Regions from separate parts of the Mus musculus genome. Here all the other regions are linked to region 3. The links are chromatin contacts, called in public promoter capture Hi-C maps. All regions are on one chromosome and are shown on one strand. Each heading gives the region's core, a stretch centred on a gene start, on an enhancer-like site or on the middle of the called end of the contact. The rest is flanking DNA. Distances are from core to core; before and after follow the strand shown. Region 1 holds the start of Slc36a2 (solute carrier family 36 (proton/amino acid symporter), member 2). Region 2 holds the start of Slc36a1 (solute carrier family 36 (proton/amino acid symporter), member 1). Region 3 holds the start of Nmur2 (neuromedin U receptor 2).

Region 1 (3,625 bases), core at 69-2,568, 860 kb after region 3:
TTTCTGAGGAGGAGATGGTGGTGGGGAGACTGGTACAAGAAGAAAAATGCTATAATTTGTAGAAGAGGAGAGTTTGGCTGGTTCGTTTACCCTGAGCAGAGATAATGACAGAGAGCAGAATCCCAAGAAGCTCCCGAGACCATCTTCCGGTCCAGAGCTCCAACCCGGAAGCCACATTGTAACCTTAAGCAGATCACACCCGGTCGCCCCTGAAGCCCCTGAACCGTGGCCTGCCCGGGAAAACGCGCCTGGGACTCATGCAGAATTCATTCCTTTCCTTCTCCCTCCATGGAGCCTTCAGAAAGTAAAGGCACCTCTTCAGCAGTTCTCAACCTGTGGGTGGCGACCCCGGGAGGGGGGGGTGCCACATATCAACTCTCCTGCATATCAGATATTTACGTGCCAATTCATAACTGGCAACAGTTTATGAAGTAGCAATGAAACTGTTATGGCTGAGGGTCACCACAACATGAGTCACTGTATTAAGTCAGCACTATGTTTGAGGAAGACACCGCAAATCCAGCTCTTACCTCCACATATACACAGCATGCACGCATGCATACAAACACACAGACAGGCCACGAGTTCAGAATTACACGTGAAACCTTAGAAAGAGCCCTGCTCTAGGTGAGGTGCCAGCTGCCCCTCCCATCTTCTTAGAGCTGACTGCAGGCTGGTAGGACCTGGGAAGCCTGCCCTGAGATGAAGACAGGAAGGCATTTTTTTTCAGAGACAGAAATGGGTACCCCCTTAGCGGAGTGTGTAATAAATAGTTCGGCTCTCGTCATTAAAATTATCAGGATAGACTGGAAATAAGGCTCAGATGTGGACTGCTTGCCTAATATGCTTAAAGGCCTGGGTCCTGCCCCCAGTTCTGTATAAAAACAGATGCGGTGGTGGACACATCTGTAATTCCAGCACTCAGGAGGTAGAGGCAGGTGGCTCAAAAGTTCTGGATGATCCTTAGCTATCTAATGAATTACAGGCCACTTTGGGCTACAGGAGATCCTGTCACACACGAAAGAAAGAAAGAAAGAAAGAAAGAGAGAGAGAGAGAGAGAGAGAGAGAGAGAGGAAAGGAAAGGAAAGGAAAGGAAAGGAAAGGAAAGGAAAGGAAAGGAAAGGAAAGGAAAGGAAAGGAAAGGAAAGGAAAGGAAAGGAAAGAAAAGAAAAGAAAAAGTTAACTGCACTGTGGTTGATTGGGTAATATCAATAAAGCTTATGGCTCTCTTCCCAAATCCCTCCTTCCTCTCTTTCTCCCGCTGGGTTTCTTTAAGCAAGAGGAGGCGGGGTGTCCATGCAGGTGGGCGTGGTCTCATTCCAGCCAGGCCAGAGCAAGCTCTCCGGTCAGATCTACTGGGCCCAACTTGCACCTGCACATACACCTCCTTGATTGCCCTCTCCCTACCTTGAGCTTGCCCTTTCTGAAGCCATCATGTCTGTGACCAAGAGTGCCAGGAGTCCGCAGGTAGCCACCCCTCTCAATCTGGACCTTCCTGAGAGTGCCAAGAAGCTGCAGAGCCAGGATCCCAGTCCAGCGAATGGGAGCTCTTCAGAGTCATCAAAGAAGACCAAGGGCATAACGTGAGTGCAGCTCCCTCCCACCCCACGTCTGCCTCCATCAGCTTCCAGTCCGGATCTCGAGGTGGGCATGTCTGACCCTCAACCCACTGTGCAGCTGGGAACACCAAAGAGGAAAAAGTGCAGTCAGGGTCTGTGTCAAATAGGACGTTCTAGCTAGGGGCACGATTAGAATCTGAAAAGTCCTGAGAGGGAAACTGAGACCCAGCTGCTTTAAGCCACATGCTAAGATTTATTGGAAGGAAGGGGGCTAAGCACTTTTGTTAAAGTCAGTTTGGGGCTCTCAGTGTCTAGGAGGGAGGCAGAACTTGGAGGGAAGCTGGGGTCAGTATGTAAACCACAGTGGCCTCAGCCACAAGCAACAAGCAAGCCTCTCCCTGTCGCAAGCCTGGGTCCTGCTGCCGCTGGGGCTGCCATGGTACTACTCAAAGAACAGCACGTGGAAGCTTCTAGTGTCTTCCATTTCCCAGAAGATGGATTCTAGAGGAGACATTCGCAAAGATTTTTCAGAACACGACAAGCTACAGGGCTCCAATACCCTCCTCCTCCTCCTCTTCTTCTTCTTCCTCCTCCCTACTTGACTTCACTAACATAGCAGTCTAGCCAGCCCAGGCTCGTGCTTTAAGGAGCAAGTTTGACGTCATCAAGGTAGTAGGGAGTGTAATTAACAGAGGACCAGAAGGTCTGGGTTCAGGTGGAAGCCCTGTCCTTCTCTTCCCTGAAGCAAGTGTCCTCATATGGAAAGCAGGGAGGAGCAGATACGACCTAGTATATTAAAGGATGGACAGACAGACAGAGTGGGGAATGTGTGGCAGAGAGGGAGAAGGTGCTGAAGGAATGGGTACAGTCTCTCTCCACACTGCATACAAGACACTGCAGGAATGGCCTCAATGGCTCCTTTGTCCCTGGGTCTGGTCCTGGGCTTCCTAAGTGCTAGAGGTCACTGAGTGAGCTGCTGAGGCCCCTGGACCACCCACAGCAGAGCAGGGTATTTTTCAACTTTGAGAGAACCAGCTGACTCTTGTGTCCTGGATGGTCAAGGTGGCAATTTCAACTCCTTAAAAATCAAAAGAATAAAACAAGAGAGAGTCAGAGCGGAGCCTGTGGGGCTTGGAGACAGGGAGTCCAGGCTGGGAAAGCAGGCAGGGGATGGAGTCTGGCTGTCTGGGTTCAGTTCCCACTCGCCAGCCCGAGAAAGTCTAGAAATGATGGCTTGCTCCTCCTAGTATGGCTGCACCTTCTATGTGAGCGCGAGCTGAGTACTTGTGTACTCTTAGCTGCTTAAAAAGTACTTGTGATGGTGGCTCCAGGTCACCAAAGGACCCGGGCCTCCTGGCTCCTGGTCCAAATTTTTGCATGGCTCGACACACTGCAAGCTGACCGAACAAACAGCTACAAGCTAATTCTGATTTCCTAAGTCCTTTAGTTAGAAATTTCCTAAGTGACCCGTTGACCCCTTCCCAGTTGCAAAACAAGCCCATCGCTGGGGGCTGAGGGTGTAGTTCTCTGTCAGCAATGTTGACACCCACAGGGAGAGAGACAGGCACGCAGGATTCTCCACCACCACCCCTCCTCCAACTGTTCTTTAACTCCCGCCAGTCCATGGGCAGGTCCTCCAATGCTGGAGGACTTGGGGGTTAAAATAGAGACCAGGAGTTGAGTCAGCTCTTTCAAATTTTTTTGTTATTCTTAACATTTGCAGAGGCGCTACAGAGCCAAACATGTGCCCCCACAAAATGACAGAGCCGGATAAGTAGCAGCCTTGGGTTGTAATCCTGGGTTTGTCTGATTCCAAAATCTAGGCTCCTGCCAGACTCCTGTCTCTGCTTCCAGACGATCTCTTGGCTGCAAGGGTTTTTTGGGGGAATTTCTAAGGTTTCTGGGGGTTTGGATAAAAGCTTAGCACTGTGTGTCACAAGGTTGGAATACAGAAACATCTAGAAGAGAGCTGGGATATTTGAGATTCATTGGGAGAGAAAGTCCCAACTTGGAATTGTTCTCCCCTAATGACCTTGTCCTCTAGATCAACTTCACATCTGTCTAA
Region 2 (3,310 bases), core at 445-2,944, 840 kb after region 3:
TCCCTCTCTCCTTTATAGACTCCCGGCTAGACAAAGACAGCTAAACAGGCAGGAGGCTGAACAAACAGCCACCGGGTTTAAGGAGAAAACAGAGACATAAAAACAAAGAGGCTGCAGCAGCACAGACCCCACCAGAGCAGGCCCAGCCTCAGGTCAAAGCCAAGGGCTGAGAGTCGAGCCTCTTACTTGTAACCTCAACAACAGCTTTTAAGAAGCCCGGCCGTAGATGCAGTCTACTTCCAGAGTGTTTGGAACCCCTGGGTTCCATCCAAAAAAAAACCCTATGCACTAATGTACCTGTTAGTTACTATAAATTAGGATGCAAACTAGAGGCAAAAGAGATCTTGGTCATGAGAAAGACAACTAAAATTATGAATGTCTAGTTGAGCCATAAATGGGGGGGGGGCAGATTCAAGACAATTAGAAACAGGTAAAATTCTTTTAGAACAAGATCTACTCTTGTTGTAGGCTACTGCCTACAGATTACAAGGAGGGGGTAAATCTCTCCTAACAAAATCAAACAGGAAAAATATGAGTTTCATAACAAAAGGACCCTACCATCATTCATACACTGAAAATGTAAACCCGGGTGAGGGAGGATTCAAAGTCACCTAAGGCATCAAGCAAGAGGCAAAAGCTAAAACACGCTCTGCAGATTCCCCAAAGTCAATTCCTTCCAGGACACTATGTTGCTATCCTGACTCAACAAGCCCCCACCCCCTAATTCCATCCATATAAGCAGTCGCTACCTGAATCTGTCAAATTTCAGAAAACAAAACAAAAAGCAAGCGGTCTTCAAGTTAACATCTGTGCTTTTCATGCCCTAGAGCTCTCTTGGTCCCTCCAGTCTATCCCAGGTCCTATTTCATATTTCTAAGTGACTTCCACAAAACTGCAGAACGGTTAGAAACGAAGCCTGCTGAGTGATGAGGAAAGAGAGAGAGAGAGAGAGAGAGAGAGAGGAAAAAAGAAGGAAAGGAAAGGAAAGGAAAGGAAAGGAAAGGAAAGGAAAGGAAAGGAAAGGAAAGGAAAGGAAAGGAAAAAGCCATCAGTGAACAGAACCACACCCAGAACTCAAGCCTGGCGTGGAGAGCCCAGACACAGCGGAGCTAAACAAGGACGCGCGACCCACAGCGGAAGGGACAAGTGCCTTTTCACAGGGCGAGTTTCCCCGCAGATGGCAACGTGGCAGAAAACAAACAGTTGCAGAAGCTGACACCCTGCTGCAGGGATACCTCGGAAGCCCACACACAGCCCTGGACCTCAGTTTCCCCTACTCTCGGAGGAAAGGAGTTGCGGTCTGGTACCCTGTGACCCAAGGCAAGGGCATAGCTCGAACAGCCACATCTGCAAACGAAGGGTTGGTCCGAGCTAGCCGTCAGTGACTGCCGATGTCACCTGGGAACTATGACTGAACACCTGTCAAAGGTGCATGGGAGACCCCACCCCACGGGTGACCTGTCCCTGAGCAGCAGCATCCGTTTGGCGGGAGGTGCTACAGCAGGAGGTGACTCCCGACTGCAGCGCAGGGCACGCACTACTCACCGGTCGGCCCTGCCCGGCCCGGGCTCCCGCTCCGGCTCCGGCTCCGGCTCTGGCTCCCGCTCCTGCTCAGCCCACCTCGCGTAGCCTCAGCGCCGACCCCTAGCCATGGTTTTCTAGCCTCCTGGACAGCCGCTTCCGGGCCCTGTCACGTGATGCTGGCTCCCTAGCCCAGGTCACGTGCCGCTCCATTCCGTGCTCCTCCTCCCGGACCCTTGTTCTGCAGCGCCACCTGGCGGCCGTCAGCCGCTGCTTCAGAAAGGGCAGTGCTTCTGAGACCACCACAGAGCTAAGGCAGACGACCTAGATTTTGAGGCAGTCTCCAGGGAAGTCGGCATGCAAAATATCCGTAATTTTTAGCCTTGCTAAAATTTATTTGTTCAGCATATATTAACGTGCATTTACTGGTTTATAATCACAAGTTTGCACCTTTTAAAAAATAAATCGTGCAGCTAAGCCTGATGGTACAAGACTGCAATACCAGAGCAGAGAAGAAAAATAGTTCAAGGCCTGTTTGGGTTATAGAGTGAGTTCAAGGATACCCTGGGTGATTTAAAGATACCTTGCTTCAAAAAAATTTAAAAGGGGCTACTGGGAAAATGGTTTACTGGATACAATAAGAACCTGAGTTAAGATTCCCAGTACATATAAAGAGCCAGGCAAGACAATGTGTGCCAGTAACACCAGAGCTTGGGGCCAGAGCAGAAGGATCCCTTGGTCTCTTCAGCAGACTAACTGATCTAGCCAAAACAGTGGGCTCAGGTTCAGTGAGAGAACCTGTGGGGAAAAAAAGTTGAGGGAACAACTCAAGCAGACAATGTCACCATCTGACTCCCCGATGCCCCACTCCACACACACACACACATACTCCATATGCTACACACATACACATACACACACACACACACTCCATACACCACACACATAAATATACTCCATACACCACAAACACACACATACATATACTCCATACACCACATACACACAGACATATACTCCATACACCATATACATACATATACTCCATACACCACACACGTACATATACTCCATGTACACACATATATTTCGTACACCACACACATACGTACATGCACATATGTTCCATACACCACACACACACATACACACACACAAACAACATATACTCCATACATCACAGACACATATACACATATACTCATACAAACATATACCACACATACATACATATACTCCATATACCACACACACAGAGATGCAAAGACAACTTCACACATACACATACTTCATACACCACACACACATACACACTCCATATACCACACACACATACATATACTCCATACACACACATATACTTCATACACCTCACACATACATACATACATACATACATACATACACATATGCATATGTTCCATACACCTCACACATACATACATGTACTCCATACACACAGAGATATAAACAGTACATACCACACATGCATATACTCCATATACCACACACACAGAGATGCAAAGACAACTTCACACATACACATACTTCATACACGACACACACATACACACATACACATATTACATATACTACATACATACATACATACATACATACATACATACATACACAAGCATATAAACCATACACCACACATACACAGATGCATACACATACATATACACACATGAACAAGAAATGATACAACTTCTAGAGTCCCACTCTACACTTGCTGGGTCAAGATCCCCATCCATGAGTGGCATCCGGCAAGACCTAGGGAGATTTG
Region 3 (3,294 bases), core at 627-3,126:
CAGCACTGACCTAAGTTCTCATTCCCTTACCATCACTGGCCAGCTCCATATTCTGAAGCTTGTTTCTGTCTTAAGACCATTTACTGGTTAAATCCTTCCCTAGACCTTTCAGATCTTGGTCTCAAAGGCATATGCTGAAATAAGCCTTCTTTGACTTCCTCTGCAAGTTTTTTATCAACTTTTATCTGGAAACATAATTTATTATTTTGCTTGTACATTTTCAGATACCCTAAGAGAAACAAAACAAAACAAAACCAAACCTCAGTGGAGCATAGGTAGCCATTGGCTGCGAGGATTTATCTACACTGTCAACTTGATTGAGTTTGGAATCACCCAGGAGATAATCTGTGTCTGTGTCGGTGAGGGACATTCCAGAGAGGCTTTACTGGGGAGGGAAGATCGTCCCTGAATGTGGAAGGCACCATCCCATTAAGTGAGGTCCAGGACTGAATAAAAAAGGAAAACTCTGTACTTAGCCTCAGTATTAATCGCTCTGCTTTGTGGCTACAGCGTGACCAGCTCCTTGTGTGCCTATGGCCGTCCCCACCACTACAGACCGTTGAAACCTTTCTTAAATTGTGAGTGAGACTAAGCCCTTCTGATTCTACCTTTTCACTTTTTAAATATTGCATTTATTTATTTGTTTGTTTCTGGTTTGGCTTACCTGCTTGCACATGCGTGTGTGTGTGTGTGTGTGTGTGTGTGTGTGTGTGTGTGTGTGTACATAATGTGTGTCATGGCACATGTGTGCAGGTTAGAAGATAACTTGTGGGAATTGGTTCTCCTAACCTGTAAGTCTCAGGGATTGAACTCCAGTGGCCAGACTTTGTGGAAAGCTTTAGTCCTGAGCCATCTCACCAGCCCCACAAGTTCTTCATGCAAGTTGCTTCCATTGTGTGTTCTGTGAACAGCAATAGGAATGACTGATAGGTTTATGTTTCCTGTAAAACATAAACTATGTTATGTTTAACATATGTTACACTAAAGCATATCTAGTAGAATGTATATGCTGATCAAAACAAAATAAATGAATGTAGTAGAGAGAGACAGAGACAGAGACAAACAGAGACAGACAGGTAAAGGAGTAGGAGAGAAGGGAAAGAGACAGAAACACAGAGAGAGAGAGAGAGACAGACAGACAGACAGACAGAGACAGAGACAGAGACAGAGACAGAGACAGAGACAGAGACAGAGAGGGAGAAGGAAGAGTCAAACAGACAAACAGAAGGAGAATAGAGAGGAAGAGACAGGAGAGAGACAGCAGGAAGCAGAAAAAGGAGGGAGGGAACTCTGAGAGTTGAATTTCCTTTATTTCTAATAACCTGGTTCTGAAACCGACTTGCTTTCTGAGCTGCTGAGGTCGTTAGGCAAGGCTAAAACCTAAAAGCTGATTTTCAGCCACTGAGATACCCAAAATCATATGTCTCATGCTTTTCCCAGAGAGCCCTGATTGCCCAAAGGAACAATATAATCGGAGAAATCGATTGATCTTCCACTCTTTGACAGGACATAGAGTGATCAGAGACCAATGGAGACTGCCTTAGCAGTCAGGCTCCTCAGCCCTTCCTGTGTTTCTCCCCAGAGCCCCACAACTCTGAGGCTGGCCAGGCTGGGAATGCTCACTCCTCAGGTGGTGCAGGCAGCTCACTCAGTGTGAGCTGATTCTCTGTGGCTGCGTCCAAGTCACAGGGAGGTCCCTCCTCTCTTGCTCCCCAAACACAAAGCCCTCACACCAACCTGCCTGGTTCTCCCACAGTGCAGCTTAACACCCTCATTGGCCTACAGCGTGCCGGGGGCGGGGCTTGGGTGGTCCTCAAAAGGCATTAACAGCGTGAGAGGAGAGCCCTAGAGGCTGATGCTATCCTTTCACTCTCTGAGACCTTCTTCAGGAGCCTCGGCTTTCAGACTCTTTCTGGCTCAGCTTGAGACAGAGCCTCAAGAGCAAGGGATACCCGTGGTCGTGGATTTTAAGCTCAGTAATGGGAAAACTTGAAAATGCTTCCTGGATCCACGATTCTCTCATGAAGTACTTGAACAGCACAGAGGAGTACTTGGCCTACCTGTGTGGACCCAAGCGCAGTGACCTATCCCTTCCAGTGTCTGTGGTCTATGCGCTGATCTTCGTGGTGGGGGTGATAGGCAATCTTCTGGTGTGCCTGGTGATTGCCCGACATCAAACTTTGAAGACACCCACCAACTACTATCTCTTCAGCTTGGCAGTCTCAGACTTGCTGGTCCTGCTCTTAGGTATGCCACTGGAGGTCTACGAGTTGTGGCACAATTATCCCTTCCTGTTTGGGCCGGTGGGATGCTACTTCAAGACAGCCCTTTTCGAGACTGTGTGCTTTGCCTCCATTCTCAGTGTCACCACGGTTAGCATTGAGCGCTACGTGGCCATTGTCCATCCGTTCCGAGCCAAGCTGGAGAGCACACGGCGACGGGCCCTCAGGATCCTCAGCCTAGTCTGGAGCTTCTCTGTGGTCTTTTCTTTGCCCAACACCAGCATCCATGGCATCAAGTTCCAGCAGTTTCCCAACGGGTCCTCTGTGCCCGGCTCTGCCACCTGCACAGTCACCAAACCCATATGGGTGTATAACTTCATCATCCAAGCTACCTCCTTCCTCTTCTACATCCTCCCGATGACCCTCATCAGCGTCCTCTACTATCTCATGGGGCTCAGGGTGAGTATCGAGGGAATGGTTTGGGGCAGCATCCCACCTTTCTCGTCCATTCTGAATTCAAAGAAAGACTTAGCGTGGTGGGAAGATAGAATCAGGGAGGGGCACAGAGGATAGCGTTAAGTGGGAAATTAAGAAACAAGAGTTTATATGTATGTAAAATAGTTGCATATGAAAATTCCACACATGAACTCAAGATTTATCTCACAGGTAAAATCAGCTTGGTCTCCGTTTGAACAGGTGGGAATTGCCACCACTTAAACATAGTAAAATCACAGCTCTATCACTTTCTTTACCTGGTGTTCCTTATTCTTTCCATGTTTTTCCACCTGTGTTTCTAAGAAGGTGTGAGACAGCTTCTTAGGGGCATCGATGTGTGAGAGAATTGAGGAGAAACCTCACTTTAAATGTGTGCATGTGATCTGGGCTTAGAGAATCACATTCTGGGGGGGGGGGGGGTGCTTCTACAACCTGCTGCCTCTTTGCTGCCCCTGCTCCACTTTACTGCCTGTGTTCAAGTTTTTCTCTGAACCAAAGTCTGGAGGATATCGTGAACTCTTCCTGCTGTATGATCTGAGACAGGTATACAGCAGTGAAGGCAGATATTTCTTTGTGG

What was found. Promoter capture Hi-C pulls out the DNA fragments that hold promoters and counts their contacts.
Region 1: a promoter capture Hi-C map of stem cell-derived epiblast-like cells shows a contact between it and region 3, with 2.6 times the contacts expected there. The contact joins the promoter of Slc36a2 here to the promoter of Nmur2 in region 3. A contact is called at or near these places in 2 of 39 promoter capture datasets (hippocampal neurons and stem cell-derived epiblast-like cells).
Region 2: a promoter capture Hi-C map of embryonic stem cells shows a contact between it and region 3, with 4 times the contacts expected there. The contact joins the promoter of Slc36a1 here to the promoter of Nmur2 in region 3. A contact is called at or near these places in 3 of 39 promoter capture datasets (embryonic stem cells, hippocampal neurons and liver).

The regions. Positions count from the first base shown.
Region 1 is chr11:55,182,770-55,186,394 of GRCm38.p6, reverse strand. It overlaps Slc36a2 (solute carrier family 36 (proton/amino acid symporter), member 2), which reads left to right and starts at 1,318. Exons shown (of 10, transcript NM_153170.3): 1 at 1,318-1,584. The coding sequence starts at 1,436.
Region 2 is chr11:55,202,724-55,206,033 of GRCm38.p6, reverse strand. It overlaps Slc36a1 (solute carrier family 36 (proton/amino acid symporter), member 1), which reads right to left and starts at 1,694. Exons shown (of 11, transcript NM_153139.4): 1 at 1,546-1,694.
Region 3 is chr11:56,039,569-56,042,862 of GRCm38.p6, reverse strand. It overlaps Nmur2 (neuromedin U receptor 2), which reads left to right and starts at 1,876. Exons shown (of 4, transcript NM_153079.4): 1 at 1,876-2,681. The coding sequence starts at 1,980. The region is part of intron 4 of LOC115485826 (a long non-coding RNA gene); the gene reads right to left.